Regions from separate parts of the Triticum aestivum genome. Here region 2 is linked to region 1. The links are chromatin contacts, called in public Hi-C maps. All regions are on one chromosome and are shown on one strand. Each heading gives the region's core, a stretch centred on a gene start, on an enhancer-like site or on the middle of the called end of the contact. The rest is flanking DNA. Distances are from core to core; before and after follow the strand shown.

Evidence for each region. A called contact is a pair of places that touch in the nucleus more often than the background predicts.
Region 2: a contact with region 1 is called in a Hi-C map of leaf, with 5 times the contacts expected there. The contact joins the promoter of LOC123157788 here to the promoter of LOC123160267 in region 1. A contact is called at or near these places in 3 of 5 Hi-C or Micro-C datasets (all in leaf).

The regions. Positions count from the first base shown.
Region 1 is chr7B:285,378,999-285,381,807 of IWGSC CS RefSeq v2.1, forward strand. It overlaps LOC123160267 (peptidyl-prolyl cis-trans isomerase CYP18-2), which reads right to left and starts at 1,453. Exons shown (of 6, transcript XM_044578070.1): 1 at 1,200-1,453; 2 at 1,010-1,105; 3 at 842-903; 4 at 376-509. The coding sequence starts at 1,271.
Region 2 is chr7B:286,160,451-286,163,219 of IWGSC CS RefSeq v2.1, forward strand. LOC123157788 reads left to right here and starts at 1,330. Exons shown (of 2, transcript XM_044575989.1): 1 at 1,330-2,769.

The DNA.
Region 1 (2,809 bases), core at 203-2,702:
CAGGTACAAGCACATGGCAACTCCGAACATTTTTTATGAAAAGTTTAGTTACGTGAGGATGACAACTTTAGTTGGCACGCATAGCAACTTTCGTGCTTCGGTTTATTTTTAACAGAAACTTGCCGTGTGTCACTGGAATTTGCCATCCTTGTGTGACTGGAATTGCCATTGAAAAACGTCAGCGCCGGAGTGCCACGCACCTGACGAGTGGCACTTATCATTGCCAAGTTTCCAGTTGAACCAGAAAAAAGCTATCGACGAATCCATGTGTGTGGAACGAATTCGAGGGGCATGGGGAAAACCCAAACCCTGGTCCAATAAAGCAAACAGGCAAGAACAACAACATAGGGTGGAGTTTTGAAATGCTAGTCTCACCATCCAGTGATTGACAAGGTGCAAGAGTGATGAAGAACTGGCTTCCGTTTGTATTCGGACCAGCGTTTGCCATTGATAGAATCCCAGCCCCGGTGTGCTTCAGCTCTGGCTTTATCTCGTCCTCAAATTTTGCTCTGCAAAGGAAGCAACAATGTCCATATACCAACCTTAGGATCCAAACAACAACGAATCAACCCTCACACTGCCAACCTATGGCTGATGAACAATACACATATTTAGCTTCTTGCCAAGCAACAAATTCCGGCAGGCCAAAAACAATGCTATATATAACAGCAACCGAGATATTGCTACACAATTGCTAATTTGTAACACAGCCTTAACACTTATCCAGATTAAACGGTAAACAGCATTAACGAGCTTCCTCTAGCCTAGAGTGACACTTGAATAACCTCGACCCGAGAAGAAAGACAAAGCTATTTTAAGATGGAATGGATTTGGTACTCACCCGTAGATGGATTCGCCGCCCCTGCCTGTTCCACTAGGATCCCCACCTTGCACGATGAAATCCTGCATCAACACCACCGGATAAGGAACACCGCTCGCCCAATGGAGCAGGCGTAGAGAACCTGCGTGCCAGACGAGAAGGGAGCATGGAGGGAAAGTGACTACGGACCTTGATGATGCGGTGGAAGACGACGTTGTCGTAGTATTTGCGGCGCGCGAGCTCGACGAAGTTCCTGCAGGTCTTGGGCGCGTGCTTGTGGTACATCTGCCGGGTTGGAGCACGTAGCAACAAAATCGACCCAACTGTCAGCACCAGCAACGCGAAGAAGAAGGGAGGAGAAATTTCCGGCTTCCCGTACCTCGACGGTGAAGGATCCCATGGAGGTCTCCAGGGTGACCTCCGGAGTCCCTCCGTCGTCGCCGCCCCACATCTTGAGGTAGCAACAGGCGAGACAAGAGAGGTGGCGGCGGCGCGACAAAGGGAGAGGGAGCGAGAGGGGGACGGCGGCGGCGAGTGGACTGGCGGCACGATGGAGAAAAGTACTGGGTCCGGCCTACCAACAGAGAAAACCCCAGAGACCGCAAAGCTTCAAGAGCCCAACTAAAAAGGCGTTCGTTGCAAAAGGGGAAAAACTCGAAGCCTCGGCCCAATACGAGGCGGCGGCTGCTGCTGCTTCTTCTTCTAGTAAACCTACTAGCCTTGCTAGTTCTCAAAAAAAAAACTAGCCTTGCTAGTTCTCAAAAAAAAAAGAACTATCCTTGCTCTCAAAAAAAAAGTAAACCTACTAGCCATACCCGCGCGGCGGCATGCCGCCCCCGTCGATACGACACGTGTGTATGTGCTATTTTTTGGCTTGGTTTTTGTGTATTTTCACTGTAGAATGTGCACATGTCTTTTGAAATATTTGGTGTTTATTTTTTCAGATGGGCCGAAAAGAGGTTCAAGCCTAAAATATTACGTAGACTATAAATTGTAAGTAAAGATGTTGGCTAGAAAGGTTGAAATGTTTTAATAGGAATGGTATTGTGTAATTTGGGAAAAAATACAACCCAGTTTCCTGTTCTTTAGTGTGTCATAAGAACGTAATGGAAGTACAATTTTTTTAGGGAGTACCAAAAATGACTGTATTTTTTGTAGAGAGTTAAACTTGCGAGCGGATTTTTCTAGTGTAGAAGATTGGTGTGATGTAAATATAAAAGTACTGTTCTTTGGAAGACAACAACGATGGAATGCATGATATGGAGATGTAAAAACTGCACTAATGGATAAATCATGTCTAGTGAAACAGAACATAGATTTATTCGGTGAAGTACATATACCACATTACAAGAATAAAAATATCATCATTTTCATGATACTAAGTCAGACAGTTCTATAGGCTTGGTTAAATTTATTGGAGTTATTCTTAGTCGATGGGGGCGGGGGACAGTGTGATTGAGATATGCATCTTGAGTATTCCAGGGAATATACCAGAGAAGATTCGACCCATAAATTAAGAGGAAGATAAGAAACAATCTAAAAAAAAGGGAAAACTGTAATCATCTGTACTAATCCGCCGCCGAGAAAACACTGGAAGACACACATGCACGTATCAAATCAATCCCAACCCTCTATCCATACACTGACCAACCACCACTCAATACAAGGGGAGAGGACATGTGTTTGATCAAATAGACAAATCAGAAAGGAAGACGCGACGCGCACACGCGCCCTCATACCCTGCCATATTTCGGTAATACCACGTCCATCTCATAATAACCAACGCGGCTGTAAAAAAAATCCACACACAAAAAACCGACTTAGAAATAGAGAATCAACCATTACAATTTTTCAAGGCAAATAAATCAGAAAGAAAAATGGCTGGATTGCATGATGAGTTTATGACAGGTGTCTGCGGAACTTGTCATTCCCCAACTGAATTTACGGGTACATGCATTCATGATGTGCATCTCTCCATCCAGTCTAATT
Region 2 (2,769 bases), core at 80-2,579, 780 kb after region 1:
GATCAGGCACATCCAGGAAGCTCTGACGCCGCGGGCCATGGTGGAATATGTGCGCCACCTTCAGCACATCACCCTCTCGGATCAGCCAGACCGCCTCCGCAGGCGTTGGACTAAGAGCGGGACCTACTCCACAAAATCATGCTACTCGGCCCTCTTCGCCGGGTCTAGTCCTGTCCATCTCTGGCCCGACCCTGTCGGCCCACCCAGGCCCGGCCCTAAAATCCAAGGCCTAGGCCCGATGGGCTTGCCCGTGGGCCGGGCTTGGGCCTGAGTTTTGAGCCCACCAGCAAGGCCTGGACGGGCTTGGGCTTGGCATATTAGCAATTTAAGGAAGAGGCCCGGCCATGTCCCTAAGCCCTAAGGGCTTTTTAGGGCTTTTTACAAGATGGGTCGGGCTTGGGCTTGAAAAGTAGGCCCGATGGTAGGGCTTGGGAGGGCCTGGGCCTCAGTTTTTTGCTGTGGGCTTTTTAAGGCCCGGCCCGGCCCGGCCTATGGCCAGGTATAGCTGGGTCTATACGCGCGCCACACTGGCAACTCGCATGGCGGAGCTGGGCGCCCCTCCATGTCAAGTTCTTCGCCTGGCTAGCGCTCCAAGACAGATGTTGGACCGCTGCTCGTCTAGCTCGGCATGATCTCCCGCACCATGCCATGTGTCTATTCCGCGGTTAGGAAGCCGAGACCATGGAGCACCTCCTAGTCGTCTGCCCATTCTCGTGCCAGGTGTGGCATGACTGCTTCAGATGGTGCTACCCCCAGGCACTAGCTTCGGCGCCCAATGTGTGCTTTTTGGGCTAGTGGCATGCCATGACATCTAGAGCACCGGCGACACACCAGAAAGGGATCGCCTCGCTCATACTCCTGGTAGACTGGCTCATCTGGAAGCACCGGAATTCTTGTGTCTTCGACGGCACCACCCTTCCACCTCTCGGCTTCTACATGACATCAAGGAGGAAGCATGTTCCTGGGCCAAGGCGGGGGCCACCGGTCTCGCCACCATCACACCGTAGCCACCGCGGACTGCTTGGGGCTGAGCATACCCATTTTCTCTCATGCTCGGACTAGGATCTTCGCCATTCCACTTGTGTACGTAGTGCCCTAGTGCTCCTACCCCAATTCCTTGTAACAACACTCTCCCCTTTTTTAATGAATGATACGCATTACGTATTCACGAAAAAAAAATCTGATACCAAATGAACAAGAGAGATTAGGCAAAATACGTCACATCTGGGGCGGCCTTCGTGTTAGATATATATAGGAATACATGCAGGTTACATGCCTTGAAGGCCAAGGAAAATCTCAACCAAATCATACCAAATCAGGTAGGTTCAGATATTCCTATACATCAAATATACACGGAGATATACTCTAACAAGTACTCAGACAGCCCAAGGTCGTCCCTTGACGCACACGCGGTGGTGCAGGCGGCTGTGGCGGTGTTTGTTTTGTCAGGCACCCAACAAAGTGCACGACGTTGAATTTACGAGGGTTGAGAGAATGGCGATTGAAAAGGAGCAAGAGATAGCGAGGAAGAGGATGGGCGGTGTGTGGGGCCATGCGAGGACGAGGGCCCGTGACAAGCTTTGCGAGGGGATCGATCAGGCTTGATCCGGATGGCCAGCCCGATAGAGTTGGACTGGACAAACCCGGTGAGATCTTTCTGGAGACTGCCTAAGTGGCGACTTGGCGATTTGCCGGAGATTGGCGACATGCCATTCTTGTTCATCCCGATCTTGCCTTTTGATTCCTCCATTACTGATCTCCATCTCCAACTCTAATATCCCCAGCCACATCCACTCGATTCTCTCACATCACAGAAATCCCCTTTGCTCTAATCAATCTCGCTCAGATCCAGTTGGAGGGATTTTTCCTATTCTCTTCTCTCGATTCCGCTCAGATCTGAGCTCGCGTAGCACCTAGTAGTTGCTCTAATTGGATCTAATTTTGTTTCTGGACTGGGTTGTCACCATAGCCTCGCCTCCCCTGTCTGCCTAGTTCTTCGTAAGCGCGACACCTGCTCCCTTGTTCTTAGGATCTCGTCTTCGCTACACCCATCTGAGTGCCTGCAACTAATTAGCTTCCTGACCCTCACTGCTATAAAAGCACAGGCTGCTACCTTATCTTTTTTTTTACTGCTGCACTCTGATCCTTTCTGAAGTTTGTTAAGTGCGTGCTTGTGCCAGTGTAATCTCAATTTGCCTACAGAGGAGATTATGAAGCTTATTGCCTGGAATTGCCGAGGCAAAGGAAATGGCCTAGGTAGTGAAAAGATGACATACCTGGCCAATTTGATGAGATCAACGAGTGCTCAGGTAACTTTTGTGTCTGAGATAAAATCATCTAAAATTAACACTGTTGATCTTATCAACCGGTTTGACATAGTAGACAGTATAGTTGTGCCATCTAAAGGAAGATCCGGAGGTCTTTGGTTGATGTGGACTGATGAGGTTAAAGTTCAAGTTCAGTATGTTGATTTCCATGTCATCCTTGCATCTGTTCTTAATATAGCCTCTAACATAACTTTTGCGTTAGTTTGTATTTATGGTGATCTGTATCATCGTGAAACTTGTCAGATCTGGGACCGGATTACCTCATTTGTCAATGATAATCAAGGCAAGCCTATCTTATGTATGGGAGATATTAACGATATTCTCTATGATGCAGATAAGAGTTCTCCCAATGTTAATATATATCGTATGCGTGCATTCTGTGTGTTGGTTAAACAATGTGGTTTCATAGATCTCGGGTATAGTGGTCCAGCATATACATGGA